Linked DNA regions of Sus scrofa: regions 1 and 2 are each linked to region 3. The links are chromatin contacts, called in public Hi-C maps. All regions are on one chromosome and are shown on one strand. Each heading gives the region's core, a stretch centred on a gene start, on an enhancer-like site or on the middle of the called end of the contact. The rest is flanking DNA. Distances are from core to core; before and after follow the strand shown.

Region 1 (4,478 bases), core at 1,351-3,850, 250 kb before region 3:
CCCTCCCTGTCTCATTCCTCGCCTCACTGGGGAGAATCCCGGCTGCCCCACTAGTTCATTGTGTGACACTTGGGCAAGTCACTAAACTTTCCCAAGCCTCAGCTTCCTCATCTGTAAAATGATACGCTGGTCCCTAACAGGGGATAGTGCGAGGCACGCAGGAGACCCAGGCACACCCTTGCTGCGACACATCACGCAGCGCGCCCACACCCCCCGCCCCCAGCCCGGTCCTCTCACCGGTTCTCAGCCACCAGGATCTGCTCCAGCAGGCGGCGGCCTGCACACGCGTCTCCAGCTCCGGCGCCTGGAGCAGCCTCAGCAGCAGGTCCAAGCCGCCCTCCAGGCGGATGGCGTCGCACAGACCCTGGGCTACCTCGCGGCCCATGGCTGGCAGCAGCCAGGCTTCCTCCACCAGCTGGAAGACCTCAGCCAGGCCGGCGCCCACGGCCCGCCCGCCGCCCGCCTGCTTCAGCGCCGACAGCGCCTGCTGCAGCTCAGGCAGCGCGCGCTCCAGGGCGCCCTGCACCTCGGCACCCACCCCGGGTGACACCTCGCGGGGCCCACGACCGCCCGCGGTCCACCACGGACCGGCGCCGCCCCCCCGTCCGGCCCGGGCACCGCTAGTCGCTCAGCGCCTGGTCTTGGGCTGGACATGGCGAAGAAGCGGCACAACTTGTAGGCAGAGAACAGTATCGTCAGGACCATGGGCGCGGGGCTGCAGGGCACATCCCCGGCCTGGGGCGGGGGGCGGAGGGCGGAGCGACCCAGACCTTGGGAAAAAGAAGACCCCAGAGGGGACCCGAGGGAAGAAGATGCAGGAGGGAGGGTGGAGAGAGGGGTGCCAGGCAAGGGCGCTGACCAGAAATGTGAGGGCAGGATCTGGAACGAAGAGGTTAGAGAAGGGAATTGCAGGCCCGGATGAAGGAGGCAAGCAGGAGGAGAGAGCAGAGAGGCGGGAGGAATGAACCTAGGCGCCGGAGGGTCTAGGAGGCAGCAAGCCAAACAAAGAGCGCTCCAGTTCCGGCCGGGTTCGCGGAGATGCTCTGCAGCAGCCCCGCCCCTGAGAAGCCAGGGACCCGGAGCCCACGCCCCGCCTCTCGGTCACGCGGGGCTCCTCCCCTGCCGCCGGCGTAGCCTCACGCTAAAACTTCCCCAGCCGTGCCCACACCCTGACCGGCTCCCGGAGCCCGGTCCCCGGGCCCCCTCCACTGGATGCAGAGGAAAGGGAGGAGGGCGAGAGGACTGCCTCGGTTTTATACTGGAGACACTGGAATGACACTGGAATGTGAGGGCAGCACGGTTGGGTGTGCTCTTGTCCTACTAATGCTATCATAACAGCAATTCTTGAAACCCTTTATGCCTGTTTCTCAATTAAGACTTACAACGCGCCTATGAGGTAGGAATTTGTGCTGCCTTTTAACAGACTGAGGTCCATATAGAAACGATTGTCCAAAGTCACTCTCCCCTCTCATTATAGAAAAGAAAGCAATCAGCAGAATCGCCAAAGATCACTTGCTCCAGGTAGGAGGAGGACTTCAGGAGGCCTTGGACTCCGAAAAGTGGGCCCCAAATCAGGCATTTTGTGCCAGTGAGCATTTTCTGAGTAGGGGGATCCTACTCACTGGAGTCTAAAAGTGTGGGGAAGAGTGCCTGCTGTGGCACAAGCAGCTCGCATCTCTGCAGCACCAGGACACAGGTTCGATCCCCAGCCTGGCACATTGGTTAAAGGATCCAGGATTGCTGCAGCTGCAGCATAGATTGCAACTGCAGCTTGGATCTGATCCCCGGCCTGGGGAAACTCCTTATGCCCATGGGGTGCCCAGAAAAGAAAATAAATGTGGGGAACTGGGCCACCCTTCATGGATGGGGAAGATGAGGATGGAGACAGGGAATAGCCAGCTGAGGAGCAGTAAATCAGTGGAAGACTCAGGAATCACAGCCAGTCCGAAGGGTTAATATTCACCAACTCACTGTGCTGTGAAGACCAGCCTCTGGAAATCAATGCTCTAGAGACCTGAACCCAGAAATGAAACTTTGTTCTTTTCATGATAAAAATAAATTTTCACCAGGGTGTTTACCAGCATAGCTCCTACCCCCACCCCCCTTCAATGCCCTAAATACACAAGGGGTGGGTGAACCATCCTGCGAGGGCTGTGCCTGATCAAACAGATCATGAATCAATAGCCATTTATGGAGAATGAAGTTGGGGCTCCTCCAGGCACTGGGCAGATTGTCTGCTTTAGGTCCTGACACCCCATGAGGCAAATATGATTAATCTCATTTTACCAAAAAGAGAACTAAGGCAACTAAAGCTTTGTGCCCAAGGTGCACAGCCAGTGAGTGCCAGAGTGGGACTTCTTTCTGTCCCTCAGACTCACTGAGCTAGTCCTCTTCCGAGATGACCTTGAGCCTGGCAAGGATTCTATTTACAGCTCTCCCAGGCCTGGAGTTCCAGGACCGTGATCCTTTGCTGCAGCAGCCTCTGGAGTCAGGGCTCTGGGGGCTGGACTGGAGCTTGAGCAAACAGAGCAGTAGAAAAGGCAACTCCTCTTCTCTGGTTCCCTCATCCATGACCTCTCATCTCTCTGTCCCTTCCTCAGGCATCAGAACCTAGTTTACCAGACGTGAGGCCGGAGGTGCTGCCATGGCACCCCTGAGGCCCCTTCTGATGCTGGCCCTGCTGGCATGGGTTGCTCTGGCTGACCAAGGTGCGGGAGGATATGGATATTGGTGACCATTTGGGTCAATGTAGGGTGGGTAAGTGTGGCCTGGCCTGGGCGGTGCCAGCTGTCATACTCCCTCTCCACAGAGTCGTGCAAGGGCCGCTGCACAGACGGCTTCATTGCCGAAAGGAAGTGTCAGTGTGACGAGCTGTGCTCTTACTACCAGAGCTGCTGCGCTGACTACGTGGCCGAGTGCAAGCCCCAAGGTGCGTTCAGAGGGGCTGGGCGGGCCTGGGGTCCCCTCTGCAGCTGGAGACTCACCACCCCCCTCCTTGTCTGCAGTGACTCGCGGGGATGTATTCCTTCAGCCAGATGATGAGTACAGGGCCTATGACTACCACGAGGAGACCAGACACAACACCAGCGTCCAAGAAGAGCCAAGGATCCCTGTCCTGCTGGCCAAGACTGAAGAGACTCCGGTTCTGAAACCTGAGGAAGAGGCCCCACCACCTGGGCCTCAGACTGATGATCTAGGGGTCCTGAGGAAGAGCTGTGCAGTGGGAAACCCTTTGATGCCTTCACCAACCTCAAGAACGGTTCCGTCTTTGCCTTCCGAGGTGACTGGAATGGCAGACCTTGGGACTAGGGTCTGCCGCAGGAGCATCCTGCCTCACACGGCCTCCCTTCCTCTAGGGCTGTACTGCTATGAGCTGGATGAAAAGGCAGTGAGGCCTGGGTACCCCAAGCTCATCCAAGATGTCTGGGGCATCAAGGGCCCCATTGATGCCGCCTTCACCCGCATCAACTGTCAGGGGAAGACCTACCTCTTCAAGGTACCAGCCCAGGGACTGTGGGTCAGGGTCAAGGCTATCTCAGCAGGGGCTTGAGGGCGACTATGCCCAGGACCTGAGTGGGCCAGAAGGCTGGATCCCAGCCTGTGGTCCCTGGCTGGAGCTCTGTGGGACATAGAAGCCCAAGGCTCCAGGTCTTGGGCAACAAGCCTGGGAATAGGGCTGCTGCCTTGGGTGGAGGACTCTGCCTCCGCCACAGCCAGCTGCCTCCTGACTCTCTTCTTCCCTGCGCCTAGGGTAGTCAGTACTGGCGCTTTGATGATGGTGTCCTGGACCCCAATTACCCCCGCGAGATCTCTGAAGGCTTCAAGGGTATTCCGGACGATGTGGATGCAGCCTTGGCCCTGCCGGCTCATAGCTACAGTGGCCGGGAGCGGGTCTACTTCTTCAAAGGTACTCAGTGGGTGGGTGGGAGGGTTGGTTTGCTTCCCCTGGGGACAGGCCTTGGATTATGCCCCACCCCGGACCAGGAGCTCCTAACTTCCACAGCCTCTGGGCTTTCCAGTCTTGCTCATGGCCACCCCTCCCCAGGGAAACAGTACTGGGAGTATGTGTTCCAGCAGCAGCCCAGTCGAGAGGAGTGCGAAGGCAGCTCCCCGTCGGACGTCTTTGCACACTTTGCCCTGATGCAGCGGGACAGCTGGGAGGACATCTTCAGACTTCTCTTCTGGAGCCATTCCTTTGGTATGGAGGGCTGGCCAGTTCTTGCTTTTCCTGCTGGGGACTGAGATCCCCTGGGAAGGGGGAGGGCCAGCCCGAGGGACTGTGATTATGGAGCTATTGATCAAAAGCTGTTTGCTCAGGCCAGACTTTGCTTCTGTTGATCTTTCTGGGGGAGGCTTGCCTCCACCCGGACCCCACACCTTGGACTTTGCCTAGTGCAGCCAAGGGCACAGCCAGCCGAAGGAGGGGGCTGTGGGAGTTCTCGCTGTGGCTCAGCAGTAATAACCCAACTAGTACCCAT
Region 2 (3,965 bases), core at 126-2,625, 210 kb before region 3:
GAGTGTAGGGTTTAGAGCTGGGGAGTGACAGAATCTGCGATCATTCTGCTGCTGTGAGGAGAATGGATTGTAGGGTGCAGACGGAGGAAGAGTTGGCAAGAGAGGATGAAGACCTGGACTACAGTGGTGGTGATGGAGTCAGAAAAAAAAAAGTGAAATGACTTCATCATCATCTCCTCTAAGTCTAACCCAGAAATGTGCTTAGCAGAATGCTATGCACATTCTGAAGTATTTAATATGTCAGTGTGTTAGACTGAAATTGTCCCTGAAAAGATTTAGGTAGGTCCCTGTGAAGAGAGTCCAAGGAAGCGCCAGAGCAGGTGCTGTATGAAATGCCGAATTCCTCTGGTGGCTGGTTCAGTAGGGATGAGATGAGCCCCCACCAGCGGATTGCCCAATCAGTAAGTAAACCTGAATGGTATGAGGTCACCTTACCTTCCTCCGCCCACCCCAAAGGAATAAATCCACCCCTTAACAGCGGCTGCCAACAGAGGAAGACAAATCCAAGCTAATCTCTTCTTTTTCCTACAAAGCAATTGCTTTGAGCCCATGGATGACATCAGCCCAGATTCCACCCGCTCAGATTCCGCCCAGGCCAATGGGTTCCTGGAATCCTGTGGCAGGTGACGCCCCAGAAAGTAATTCCAGTGAGAATGAAGTTTCCACTGAGAGCCTCAGTGCTCTTCCTTCCGGACTTTGTGTGTGGGTATTTGGGGATGCTAGGGGCGTATCCGTGTCACGCTCGGTGAAGCTAATGGGAACCCAAGCCGAATAAAGGCCAAACAAACAAGGCGGTGATAGAAGTGGGGTCCTAAGGAAAGAAGGTCCGAGAAACCCATCACACGGAGCATGGCGAGAGGAGGAGCCGATCCCCTACAGAGGGGGGAATCTAGCAGAAATCCAAGGGTGTAAATCCAAGCGTGTAAATCTCATGCTTCAGCCAAAGGGTTTGGGGAAATTTAGCGAGACTCAACCTCTCTGTGGCCACTGTAGAGTCTTCCTCAACCCGTACCCCGCCTCACCACCGAGAAACCGAGACCGGCTCTAACACCCACCCAAAGGATTTGAGATCTCCACCTCCCTTCGCCGTCCCACGCCTTTTCCCCAGGACCGGGTAGGGTTCTCTTGGCTCAGCCCAGGACCCGTCCATCCCTTCCCCTAGGGCATGGGCAGACTCGGCTCTCACCCTCCCTGGTGGCGCTTCTCCTCTCAGCTGGGTTGCAAGTCGACACCGCGCCGCCCCTAGACCACCGCTTGCCCGCCAGCAATCTCGGGCGGTAAACTCACATTCACCACCCCCGGACTCCGCCCCCAGGCGGCCAGGGCCTGAGACTGTGAGGCCGGGCAGACATAGCACCCAATCAGGGCGGAGGGAGGAGCCCCCAAGAGTATTCCGCAGCGAGCGTACACCTACTTCAGGCCGACTTTCCGGCGCAAAGACCTCTGGGTCTTGTAGGCAGCCATCCCTCTTCCCAGGCCTCTGTCTCCCAGCATGCTCTGCCAGCTGGATGGGTGTAAGTGCTTCCTGTGCCCGGAAGTGACGTTAGGCGTAAACAGGTCTTGTAGCCGTGGCAGCGGCTGAGGCAAGCTGGCTGGCTGGGTACCGGCTGCCCTGACGCGAGAGGGGAGTTGCCTGCGGACCTCAGCCTGAGCCGCAGGCGCTGCCGCTGCGGGGTGGACAGGTAGGCTGTGACTTCGGGTCGGGGATGGGCCCGGGGCAGGAAGAGCCTGACAGGCCCGCGCCCCGAGGAAAAGCAGTCCCAGGGCGAAAGAAATGTGGGAATTCCTCCCGACTCTGGGAGCGGTTTTACCCGGGCTTGGGCCTCGAGCTTTTCGCTCTGACGCTCGCAACCCTCCTAGGAGGAAACTGCGGCTCAGATAAGTTCAAGGAGTTTACGTAGTGAAGACAACCAGCCCCATCACCCAGCTTTTCCTAACTTTCTCCACACCGCGCGGGTGGAGGTAGCGGCCAGCGTAGAGCCAGAGCCAGGGTGGTGGTGGGGATGGTGGGGGGACGAGAGCGCGACGTCCTTCTCATCTTCAGGGAACTCAATTCGGCCTTTATACCCAGTGTTCCTCAGATGAGCGTGCGGTGGGAGTTGGGAGAGAATCCGGTAGTCGGCTGCGAACCCTCTCTCTCCACTTCTTCAGGCCCGATCCATCTCATTCAACCATCCCTTCCAACCATACATCTGGCTCAAGCCAGATGCATGGGAATCTTACCTGACTCTCCTTCACTCCTCTCCAAACCCCTACTTTCATTCATCCTTTACTAAGTCCTATCAACTCGACTTTACCAAACAATTCGGAACACTTTCCTTCAGCTCCAAGCCTTGGTTACTGTAATAGCCTGCTCTGGTGTTTTTGTTTTTCTTGCCTCTTTTTAGGGCCGCACTCGCCGCATATGGAGATTCCCAGGCTAGGGGCTGAATCGAAGCTACAGCTGCCGGCCTACACCACAGCCACACCAGATCGGATCTGCCACCTACACCACAGCTCACCTCAACACGTGGGATCCTTAACCCAATGAGAGGGGCCAGGGATCTAACCCTCAACCTCATGGTTCCTAGTCAGATTGGTTTCTGCTGCGCCACAATGGGAACTCCTAGCCTGCTCTGTTTTAGCAGTCATTCATACCACAAACATTTGCTGAGTGCAAGTTCTATGCAGGCACTATGCTAGATGCTAGGGTAGCAGTGATGAACAAATAGGAGTAGCCCCATCTCTTTTCCCCCCCAGCTCGTTCTCCATCCTGGGTCATTGATCTCCAAAATAGCCACATTTGATGATGCCAGTCTGCTTAGAATCCTCTGGCTACCTTTATGAGAAAATGTAGGCTCAATACCGCAGCTTTCAGAGCCCTTCATCATCCAGTGCTAGCCTCCCCATCTTGCCCCATCTCATTCTCTCCCCCTTGCTCAGTGTTTCAACCATACTAGCCTTTCAGCTTGTGGAACACGTTAAATTTTTTACAGCCTCAGAGTCTTCCAGTCTTCACACAAGCTTTCCCTTCTGCCTGGAATACCTCCTCCTTGCTTCAGTTGGCAAGCTTTTGAACATCCTTTAGGTCTCATTTTAAGTGTCACTTCTTTTCTTTCTATGGCTGCACCTGTGACATATGGAAGTTCCCAGAGCTAGGGGTGGAATCCGAGCTGCAGCTGAGGCCTATGCCTGCAGCCATGGCAACATGGGATCCAGGCTGCATCTGTGATCCCATTGCTGGGGATCCTTAACTCACTGAGCAAGGCCAGGGGTCGAACCTGCAACCTCACAGAGACAACGTCAGGTTCTTAACCCGCTGAGCCACAACAGGAACTCCCAAATGTCACATTTTAGAAGAATTTTGTGTATAAATTTTTATGTAATTTTGTTTACATATGAATTATGTCCTCCTGCTATGGCTTCACATAGCAACATGTGCTTTTCCTCATACCATGATCACAGTTTGTGATTGGACCGTCTGTCCAGAGGTCAGAAACTAAAGAATTAAGGCATTTTCTTCACTCCTTTATCCCCAGAGCAGGGACTCAGTAGATGTTTGTGAATAAATCCACGCTCTTAGAAGGGAGTGGAAGTGGAAGCACCTTTGTGCGCGCAGATTACTTGAAGCTTTCTAGAGCAGCTGGTCTGGTAAATCACCTGTTAGGTGTTAGTGTTCAGACTATATGTGTAACTAGGACAAATGGGGAGACAGTTCTTTTTATTTTTATTTATTTTTTTAATGTGCTTCTCTCAGCGCCTTTCACCAGACCTTGACTTGTGTTGTGGTCTAAGCAAAACTGAGCTTCCTATTCTAACATCTTTTGTTACATATTTAAGATAAGTTTACAGTTCCTAATGGAATTCCTGTCGTGGCGCAGTGGTTAACGAATCCGACTAGGAACCATGAGGTTGAGGGTTCGATCCCTGGCCTTGCTCAGTGGGTTAAGGATCCAGCATTGCTGTGAGCTGTGGTGTAGGTTGCA
Region 3 (4,438 bases), core at 1,893-4,392:
CTGCCCCCCCCCCAACCACCACCCAGCTTTGAAATTCTCAAGGGTTAGGCAAGGCAACAGCAGTTCACAGTACAGTCCCTGAGGCTAGGATATGGAAGGGAAGAGAGGAAGGCAAGAACAGGCAGGTCCCTGAACAGAGACTTGAAGAGGCACCATTGCCGCTACACTCTTTCCCACCAGGAATCCCACACACCTTGGGGATGGGGGCACAGCAGCAGAAACCTCCCTGGAGAGCTTGCTGGGAAAACACCGGACTCTACCAGTTGAAAAAAAAGATGGATCAGATCACTTAGGAGCCTACTTTATAAAAATCTGAAATATAAAGATGGCCAGATACAATACAAAAATGAAACTCATATCAATTACAGCCTGAAAATCAATGATGAAAGGAGACATTTACCAGGCTAATTCCAAAGAGTTCATTTTCCTGTGCTGATGGAGGCTTCTTCTAGACATTAACAAGAATCTTTTTTTTTTTTTTTTTTTGAGGTATAGTTGAAGGATCTATTTTTGAAGCACTGAAAACATTATCTATCCACACCAGAATACTTTCATCCTTGGGCGGGGGGGGAATCCCTTTCACTCTAGTTATGAAAGGAACAGGAATTGTAGACAATGATAAATACCTTTTATTATCAACTATTAACCTTTCTAAGAAGGACGAATAGATGAAATGTTGCATTTAAGAAGCCCTAGGACTTTTTAAAATATCCTAGAACTAGCAAAAGTAGAGCAGTTTCATGTTTAAAAAGTGTACTTCCTACTACAGCAACCACCCAAGGGATAACAGTAACTTACAAGCCACTAAATGACACTAAAACATTACACTGAATGTGGGCCACTGCATAGTTACAGTCTACTGACCTCGATCGTGGTACGCATGTGTGATGCTATATTTAATGCATTCTTATCAAAAGGCTAAAGCTACATACTTCCCAACTGTAGCTTTATGGTTTAAAATAAACCACTCATGTAACCTGATCTTCCTTCTGACCATCAAGATCACAAATTAAGGAATGAAAAGATAGAAAGAATAGCAAAATGGTTATGCAAAGTATATCCCAATGACAAGGCTATCATAAGGAACTGAGTTTGGGTCGGTTGTGGTATTTGTTGCAATCGATTCAAACTGAGTCAAACATGAGAGATGGCCAAGCAAGATTTGTGTAGGCATAAGCATTCCATGCATTCATCTATTTATTGATCCTCCATTCCGTGGCTTGCTTAGGTTCTACACAATAAGTTTGGTAGACAACAAACTTATGTGTGTTACTCAACAGAGGGTGCTCCACCAAAGTTGGCCACGACTCAAAGGCCTAAGCCTACACAGCCAATGCATTAGGCCTCTTTACCAGGTGTGGAAGGGTGGCTTCCTACAGCTGAGCTGCGGAACAACCCAAGAAGCTTGTTCTACTTGGGTCAACACCGAGAAGAAAACCAGGAGAAAGGCCTTGCCCAACGACAGCTGGGAGAAGAAACCCGAAGTTGCGGTTTTCTTGGGATACTCACCAGACGACACCAAAGGCTCCATATCCAATAGGTCTATCCGGCTCAATATCCAGCTGCTGTTGTGGATGATGCGAGTGCTGATGATGGTGCGCCTTAACTGTGGCAGCTGCGGCAGCCTGTACCTGAGCTGGGGCTGCTGCAGCTGGTCCAGGAGCCTGACCCGGTGCCGGTGATGGGAAATATGGCTGTTGTTGCCCAGGGTTTAACATGGCTGCAGCTGCGGCCGCTGCTGCGGCTGCCGCAGCTGCCGACGAGGTATGCTGCTGTACGGGGTGGACAGCAGCAGCCGACCCGGGATGAAGATGGTGCTGAGGGTGGTGGTGGTGGTGAAGGTGAGGAGGAGGGAGGTGTGGAAGGTGGTGGTGATGGTGGTGGTGGTGCCCTGCTGCTGCCGCAGATGTACCGCCATTGTAAGCCGCCATCATTTTTGCGTTGGCTCTTGCGCCACAAAGAGACATTCAAAAAAAAAATGCCCTTTGATTGGAAAGCAAACTGGGTCAAGCTGTCATTTGGCCATTTAAAAATGAAGAAAAGAACCCACTCACTCCACCTCCAAAAACATGGAGCGGAACTGGCTTTATGTCTTCATCAGTCAATCCAGACAAGTGAGCGGATCGTGGTGTTCAATTTGGGGGTGAGAGTGTGTGGAAGAGTGTGGGTTGCCCCCAAAAAAAATAAAAAAGAAAAAAGAAAAAGAAAAGAAAAAGGGAAAAGGGACCCCTTCCCCCCAGGTTTCCTGCCACAAGTGGGTACTAAAACTCCATCCTTAACTCGGGGGAGGTTCCAACTTTGACTGTGGGAATAAAGGCCAAACCTCCCGACCCCCCGAACTCCACACACGAAAAGGATCAGGTAACACACCACCCTTGGAATCCTGTAAGAGGCTTGACTCATCTACCCCTTCCATTCCCACATCCTTTTCTAAACACCTACCACCTCCTCAAAAATGCAACTGAAAAAAATTCCAACCACCCCAAAGTGAAAGGATGGGGGGAAATGTTCAGGGAAACCAGCTTTCCCCCTCGAACTCTCAGGCCTTCCTACATCTCCCCCTACTCCTCGTCAGGCTGACCTGACTGGAGGGGAGGGGGGGGGCTACTAAACTTTCCCGAACAGAAAAGAGCCAGGGAAGGAGGCAGGAGGGACCGAGTGAGCAGAGGAGGCGACAGGGCAGGACTGAGAGGAGAAAGAGAACCGGGGCAAAGTGAAGGTAAGGAGGTGCGGGGAGGAATGAAAGAGAGGTGGGCAGCACTCGGACGCCCAGACAGAGGGAACCGCCCCGGGAGGAGGTTGGGGTCCTGGGGCCAAAGAATGGGAGCCCCGGGAGGCGGGCGGGGTGCAGTCGGAAGCGGGCTGACTCCTGCCCCCGCCGCCGGCTGCTTCTGCTGAGGAGGGTTGGGGGGGAGAGCGGGTGGGTCCCCCCGCGCGACGGCCCCCGTAGGGCTCAAGGCTGCTCCGTCTCCCCCCCTCCCCCCCACCCGGCTTCGGTCCCGCGGCCGCTTTCTCCTTAGCCGCCACCGCCGCTTTCTCCTCTGCCGCCGCCTCCTCAGCCGCTGGTGCCGCCGCGGCCGGACTCACCTCCCCTAGCAAAGCCGGATAGAGCGGAGCCAGCGGCGGACACGCGCAACCAGCCGCCGAGGCCCCGCCCCCGCCTCACACTGACCGGCTGCCCTAGCCAATCCACGCCCACCTGTCCGCATCCGCCTCCAATCCTGGGCCGGGAGATTCAGACAGGCGCACTGCTCGGCCAGTGGCGACAAGGTGTGGGTCTCCTGGGGAAATCCCGCCCCGACCTGGGATGGGCAGATCGAAAGACCAATCAAAAGGAAGAGTTTAGCCTGACCGACAAGGCCAAAAGCGAATTAAACACCAAAGATCTCCGTGACATTTTCTTTCGCCTCTCTCCTCTTTTCTTTTTCTTCTTTTATTTTTTTGGCAGGAGCAGGAAGCTGCGTGCTAATCCCGCCTGCCAAAGCTGATGGAATGAAAGAACCAATCGTGAACCGGGGACCAAGAACAGAGCAACCAATCCTTGGCTTGGAGAGGAAGTGGGTTGAGACTGGGGCCAGATAGACACTTGATATGACAAATGAAAAAAAAAATTGCTCTCGGTCCCACCCTTCAGGTCTCCTATAGGTCAGGATTGTGGAGAATTCGCTGTCATATCAGCGACGACCTCCTCAGGGGGCGTGGCAAGATGAAAATGGGTGTGGTCTAAAGAAAGGGGCGGGACCTAGTCGAAGAAGGCGGAGTCCAAATCGTCTCTGGTCCATTGATAGCAGCCCTCTACTATCCCTTTTAAAGAAATCAGGTGTGGAGAAATAGGGGGAGCAAAAGGGGATGTCGAGCTTGTTAGGAAACTCAACCAAAGTTACTCAACAAGACAGGCACAAAAGAAATTCAGTAGACTGACAGTTCATATCCAGTAGCTGGTTCTCCATGTCTCATCCTCATAGCGGCAAAAAGACATGTTATTTCTAGTTTTCAGGAATATACGCTCATTGAACTATAGGCTATTGATACAAATTAAAACAAAAATGATTACCCACAAAGACTAATTTCTCCCATATTTTCTAAGTCAATGAGTTCTAGCTATTGAAATCTTAACTAAAATAACATCTTTCACTTTCACAAAATTTACTTACCTGAATTTACCTTTCTTTAAAAATATGAAATAATACGCATACAGAATCTTACCCTTACTAAAACTGTGCACTCAGAACCCCGGAGATTGTCTTTGATTTTTTTTTTTTTTTTTTTTTTTTTTTGTCTTTTGCCATTTCTTGGGCCGCTCTTGTGGCATATGGAGGTTCCCAGGCTAGGGGTCTAATCGGAGCCGTAGCTACCGGCCTACACCAGAGCCACAGCAACGCGGGATGGGAGCTGTGTCTGCAACCTTACACCACAGCTCAAGGCAACACCAGATCCT

What was found. A called contact is a pair of places that touch in the nucleus more often than the background predicts.
Region 1: a Hi-C map of liver shows a contact between it and region 3, with 6 times the contacts expected there. The contact joins the promoter of VTN here to the promoter of NLK in region 3. A contact is called at or near these places in 1 of 5 promoter capture datasets (liver) and 2 of 47 Hi-C or Micro-C datasets (heart right ventricle and liver).
Region 2: a contact with region 3 is called in a Hi-C map of heart right ventricle, with 3 times the contacts expected there. The contact joins the promoter of TNFAIP1 here to the promoter of NLK in region 3. A contact is called at or near these places in 1 of 5 promoter capture datasets (fetal liver) and 2 of 47 Hi-C or Micro-C datasets (heart right ventricle and liver).

What each region holds. Positions count from the first base shown.
Region 1 is chr12:44,652,038-44,656,515 of Sscrofa11.1, reverse strand. It overlaps VTN (vitronectin), which reads left to right and starts at 2,600. Exons shown (of 9, transcript NM_214104.1): 1 at 2,600-2,708; 2 at 2,810-2,929; 3 at 3,006-3,201; 4 at 3,204-3,280; 5 at 3,357-3,496; 6 at 3,751-3,907; 7 at 4,046-4,198. The coding sequence starts at 2,645. It overlaps SARM1 (sterile alpha and TIR motif-containing protein 1), which reads right to left and starts at 2,152. Exons shown (of 12, transcript XM_003360057.4): 1 at 606-2,152; 2 at 277-603; 3 at 238-274. The coding sequence starts at 705.
Region 2 is chr12:44,614,250-44,618,214 of Sscrofa11.1, reverse strand. It overlaps TNFAIP1 (BTB/POZ domain-containing adapter for CUL3-mediated RhoA degradation protein 2), which reads right to left and starts at 1,375. Exons shown (of 7, transcript XM_003483067.4): 1 at 1,187-1,375. It overlaps IFT20 (intraflagellar transport protein 20 homolog), which reads left to right and starts at 1,532. Exons shown (of 7, transcript XM_003358167.5): 1 at 1,532-1,682.
Region 3 is chr12:44,401,694-44,406,131 of Sscrofa11.1, reverse strand. NLK (serine/threonine-protein kinase NLK) reads right to left here and starts at 3,142. Exons shown (of 11, transcript XM_021067474.1): 1 at 1,510-3,142. The coding sequence starts at 1,967.